Linked DNA regions of Zea mays: region 2 is linked to region 1. The links are chromatin contacts, called in public Hi-C maps. All regions are on one chromosome and are shown on one strand. The core of a region is the stretch at or near the end of the contact, and the rest is flanking DNA. Distances in the headings are between cores, read along the strand shown.

Region 1 (2,850 bases), core at 31-2,530:
GCATCGGCTTGTGCAGCCCACGCCTTCGATGTGCAGGCAACCAAACATACGCTCAGGTAAAGTCAATGCATGCAGTGATCTAGGATAAAACGATGCGACCAACCAATCATATGATTAGCGTATGTGGTCGCCGTTCCTGTGTTTGTTAACCTCACAAATCATAGATAGGCAAAACTGTCTCGATTTTTTTCCAGCCCGGCGTCACCGTACACCGATCTCTCCCCCCCCACCCCACCCCCAACATGCTGCCTCCGCCCACGGTAGTAGCCGCGAGCCGACCGACGCTCGTCGACGCGGGTACGGGGCGAGTCGGTCATGCTCCTGACCTTTCTCTACATGTGCCGTCGAGGAGGACATGGTGGCACCTGCCACACTTAGGTTATCTTGGCGATGAGGAGTCCAGGTCTGTTATATTGGACAATCATGGCTCGTAGCGTGACAGCAGTCAGCATATGCTATGGAGTTGTGGTGGTGTTGTGTCGCTTCAGCGGGTTCAGGGCTGGGAAGACACTCACATTCTCTCGTCCGTCTCGGACTGACGCCTGGTGCGGGTGCCTCTCAGTTTGGAGCTGCTCCGACTGGGCTTCTTTCTCCGCTTGTGTGCTCTCTCCCTATATATCTATCGGTATAATACATATGTCGCCTCCAGATGCCAAGGTCTTCGTCGTGTCCTTCTCCGACAACGAACAGGTATGTCCGCCTCTTTCCTTCCCCTCTTGCTCTACGAAACCTTGGAAGTGGAGGAGGCGAGCTCTGATTTGCTGTCTATGGTACCCGTGCGTTAATAAAAAAATATTATGTGAAGACTAGAGACAATCAATAAAAAAATTTTGAGATATTTTTGGTGAATAATTTACGTGGGTATTGTTGTGAGCCGTCGCAATGCACGGGTAACCGGCTAGTCTAAACTCTAAAGCAGAGCTGTTCCGTACAGAGTTTTGGAATAAAACTATTATGAAATACTCTACCAAATTTTCTAGAGTCGCAAACATCCTCTAATTATTTGAGACAATTGTTGGAGCGAGTCAACGCATGCAAGCGAGTCCTGGTATAAACCCAATCCATCAGTCCGATCTATATATTTACCGGCTGATTGGTTCCCTGTGTCCGTGGCTGCACGCCTGCCCGAGCCTGACTGGTCGGATATATGCGTTTTGGCGGTACGAACGGATGCATGCAATTAGCCTTTAAATGACTTGTTTTGTATCGGCTTGTGCAGCCCACGTCTTCGATGTGCAGGCAACCAAACATACACTCAGTTAAAGTCAATGCGTGCAGTGATCTAGGACAAAACGATGAAACCAACCAATCGTATGATTAGCGTATGCGGCCGCCGTTCCTGCGTTTGTTAACCTCACAAATCATAGATAGGCAAAACTGTCACGATTTTTTTCCAGCCCGGCGTCACCGTACACCGATCTCTCCCCCCCCCCCCCGCCACCCACCCCCCACCACCACGCCCGACCTCGTCCGCGGTGAAGGTCAAGGAGACGGCGGAGGAAGCCTGACAACCGTGTGGATGGGGATCTCGTTCAAGCTGTCGAAGGTCGGGGTCCGCGTGCACCCGGCCGCGCGCTCGGCGTCCGCGGCGGTGGCGGAAAAGCCGGGCGCGGGTGGGAAGGAGGGTTCGCTGTCTGAGTCGACACGCGAGGTGAGGCGCTCGTGGCTTCTATCGCTTGCTTGTTTGGTTTGTGTGTCGCTTCGAGATGGTTTGGGTGCCAACAGTGGGGGGTGGGGGGGGGGGGGGGGGATCAAGGAGCGGAAAGCAATTTGTCGAGGAACTGATGAAAAATCTGACCTCGATTTTTTTTGTTTTCAGGCGAATTTCGTTAATTCGCTACAAGGATTAATATTTTTGGTGATTTCGGCTCGAAAGCTTGCGTTGGACAATCAATCGCATTTTCGTTTGGAGTGGTCAAATCCTTCGGAAGGACTGAACATTCAAAGACTTTTTTTTGGGGGGGGGGGGACTCGTACTTTTTCCCTCTTTTTTTGGGTTTAAGCTCGTTTTTTTGGATGGCTATGTGTAGCAGTTCGGCTATAGTAGCTGAGGGTGCCAATTTGGCCTGCTTGAACTCAGTATCTACCAAACAACTATTTGTCTTGTGCAACACTCTAGCTAATTGTTTGTTATCAATTACCTTACTTTTGATTGTCTATTGGGTTTAGAGCATTCAGGTGTGGTTTCCAAGGGATTGACCTAATGGGGCGTTTGGATCCATTCATTTTAGAGGAACTGAAATTTACTTAATAAAGTAACCTATTTAGCTTGGAATTTGACATTCCACCACTTTACAAAGTTTAGATATAAGCCTATCTCAAATTTATGGAGTAGAGGATGAGAAATAATTTTATATATCAGTAGAATATGTTTCTACTCTGCAACTTATAGGACGCTCTTCGACTCACTACTTTATAAAAATGTAGCACATAAATATCCCGACATCTTGTTAATAATAGTATACAAATATATTTTACATAAAACCGTATTAGCTTAATTGATGTGCCTAAATTACTTTTATTAGAATGGAATTCAATTCCAAGGATCTAAACGAGGCAAAGTATTTGCCATGAAGCAAGGGCAATGCTCCTAATTTCCAATAAACATAGGATCACCAATACTGGAGATTCTTTTGAGTTGTACTAGTATCTGTTGAGACCAGGGATGTTATCTTGTCCAGCTCTTTCTGTTGCACCCTTGCTTTAGTATTGAAGTACCTTATAATTTTAGTTGGAGCAATCAAGCAATGTAAAATTAGCTAGTATTGGCATGGATAGGTGTACCTGAAGTGCTAAACTTCAAGTGGACAGTAGATGATCCAAATCTTGTTGCCAGATCTTTTGTTAGCT
Region 2 (2,872 bases), core at 292-2,791, 290 kb before region 1:
CAAGCAAAAATGCCTCCAACTGAGTTGGTTAGGTGTCTCTAGTAGCATCCCTCAGATCATGGGTTCGACTCCCCGCGGGAGTGAATTTCAAGCTGAAGTTAAAAAATATCATTGTCTGTTCCACGCCAAAGCACAGGTTTGAGACCCAGACTGAGTCATGGTCAGCCTCACATGGGCTATAGTGTCGTGTATGGGCGGGGCAAGGGTTTAGATGTTGTCTTAGGCTCCGCAAGTCGAGTTCATTTTAGAAAAATCCAAGACACATCATAAAGATCTTAGAGAAGGATGTATATGAAAACTCACCTCTTCTAGAAGCACAAAAGTTGTTCTCAACAACACAGATCATCGGATGCCTTCTTGGAGCAGCATATGCAACAGACATTCCTGTAAGTATGTACTGGTTTAATACTTCAATGTTTAAATAGAGAAGGAGAAAATGAATTTTAAGGGTTTTTGTCAATGACATTCTTATCTACCAAGAAAAAGGCACGAGTGACAAAAAAATGTCTAAGACCGTCTGCAGCAGTCTACCCAAAAGCACTGTTTTGCACTGTTCGCAGAGTGAAGTTTGAATATGGGTATGGGGATGGGTAAGCTGCTGGAGATAGCCTAATACAAAGCATATATGAGCTACCAATATGTACCGACTATACAAAATATACAAACGAAACACATAAAACTACTGCAGCATAAATATCTACAAAATATCCTCACCTGCCTACACATAAAACAGCTTCTCTAACACACATGTCATAGCAAAGTTCATCAAATATTCCGTAGACAAATTGAGACCTCATGCCCATTTAGGCCACATATGCAACCAGCATTAAAAAAACAAATTCACATGGTAAAGCAAGACAAACGAGACACATGATGTTCTATTACACACACAAACTATCTTTAAGTTGCAATCAATACCTACAATTGTCAATACAAACCCAATGTCCAATACAGAAAAGCTAATAAATACATCGACCTATCTAGTATACCACATATAGTTCTAACAAAAATCACATCAGTGCCACCGGGAACGAGATTGCGACTCACCAGCTACAAGGTAGGTGAACGAGGCGCCAAAGAGGACGGCGGATGGCACGAAGACGACCATCCAGTAGAAGTCGGCGGCCTCAGCGGTGGTCATGTAGAAGGCACCCCCGCGGTACCGGTACGCCTCGGGCTCCTCCTCCCTGCTGCTGGCGGCGGCAGGCAGCGCCTCCAGCATGCGGCGCTCCCGGCAGAAGGGCCGCTCCGCGGGCTCGGCAGGGAACACGATCCCGAGGCTGACGCACGCGGCAGCTGCCACAGCGGCGGCGACACAGCAGGCGGCGGTCACGGCCAGCGGGCGGCGGAGACGCGGCGGGAAGGACTGCTCGTCGTCGCGGAGCGCCGCGTAGGCGCGCCGTGGCATCAAGAAGGCCTGCCGCAGCGCGTCGCCGAGGAGTGCCATCTGCGTGCGACGGCGGCGGCGACGTTGCGGAAGGGAAAAGGGGAGAGGAGAGTAGGGTGGGTGGGTGGGTGAAGGCGAGAACCCTAGACGCGGTTTCGCGGGAGGGGGGCGTGATGATGCGGAGGCATCGGGCGGAAGAACTGGGAAGAAGAAGGTGGTGGTCAGGTGAGGGCGGCTCCGCTTTCGGGGTTTGGTTGCCTTGCGGGAAGGGGAAAACACCGGCTGCCGCGAGCCCGCCAGGTTGCCCCAAGTCTCTGATCTTGTCAACGCAAGAAAACTTAGGCAAATAGTGTATATTTTTACATAGAATAATAGAGTAGGTTCATGGTAATAATAGCACCGATTGTTACCTATTTTGCTTTTTATTAGTTTCAAACTTTCAAAGTTCAAAGCTTAAAGGCCAGTTTAGAAGCTCTATTTTTCCAAGGATTTATATTTTAACAAGAAAAAATAACTAATTTCTCTTTAGAAAATAAAAATTCATTGAGATTATGGGTTTCTAAACTAGCCCTAAATAGCGAAAAATGTAAAAACCCGGTGTTTGTTCGTTTTTTTTCTTTTTCTCAGCTAGAAGAGCAAAAATCATGATTGAAGGATGTTCACTCTAAACTTCACATATCTCTACTACTCCTTAAAATCCTATTGTAGGCGTTCACAGTATAGGTGCACGGTTCTGCCTCGGTTGCAACCCGCCATCAACGCCCGTGTTTCCACCGTCCCCACAGCCCGTTATGGAAGGCGTCGCGGATCCACCGTGCCCCGCCCGCCCATGGTCTCTCCCCGCGGCCGCAATCCCCGCCGCCCCGGCTCTCCTCTCTCTCCCGCAAACCCCGCGGCCGCAGTTCCAGCCGCCCCTAATCTCCTCTATCCTCACCCCCAAATTGCCGCCCACGGATCTCGCCGACACCAGCGCAGACGCAGTGACCCAGCCCCCGCCTTCCCCATCGTGATAGCAGCATCTCCCAGACGCCCCCTCCCCTTAGCCTCGACGCGATGCCTGCCTAGCTCCTGTCCGCCGCGTGAGGAGGCGCCACGGCACGCGCTTGTGTGGCATTCGACGCGAAGGCACCCGCGACCTGCGTCGACTCTGAGGAGGAGCGCCGCCTCCTTGAGATCTAGGAGGTCGAGGTGGTTGCGGCGCGTACTCGTACGGTGGTCGAGAGTGCCGAGCTCGCGACGGTCAGAGGTCCCAGGTCGGTGGCCTGTTGGCCCTGAGGTACTCGACGTCGGACCAGGATTCCTCGTCCAGCACGTGCCCGTCGCCTCGCAGTTGCAGCAGGTCCGGCCTGATGTAGACTTCGGCCACCGACGAGGTCAGGATCACGCGCCGCACCGTCCCGGCCTTCGCGCACGATCGCATCGTGTTCAGCGTGCCTCGGACGGACGGCTCGATCTGCTCTTTCTGACCACGGATCTCGCCGACAC

What was found. A called contact is a pair of places that touch in the nucleus more often than the background predicts.
Region 2: a Hi-C map of leaf shows a contact between it and region 1, with 2.5 times the contacts expected there. The contact joins the promoter of LOC100272964 here to the promoter of LOC103654689 in region 1. A contact is called at or near these places in 4 of 25 Hi-C or Micro-C datasets (ear, leaf and tassel).

What each region holds. Positions count from the first base shown.
Region 1 is chr4:227,846,173-227,849,022 of Zm-B73-REFERENCE-NAM-5.0, reverse strand. LOC103654689 (protein PHYTOCHROME-DEPENDENT LATE-FLOWERING) reads left to right here and starts at 1,280. Exons shown (of 12, transcript XM_008681534.3): 1 at 1,280-1,651. The coding sequence starts at 1,325.
Region 2 is chr4:228,136,065-228,138,936 of Zm-B73-REFERENCE-NAM-5.0, reverse strand. LOC100272964 reads right to left here and starts at 1,541. Exons shown (of 3, transcript NM_001147416.1): 1 at 1,048-1,541; 2 at 304-384. The coding sequence starts at 1,447. LOC103654690 (sister chromatid cohesion protein PDS5 homolog B-B-like) reads left to right here and starts at 2,184. Exons shown (of 3, transcript XM_020551950.2): 1 at 2,184-2,872.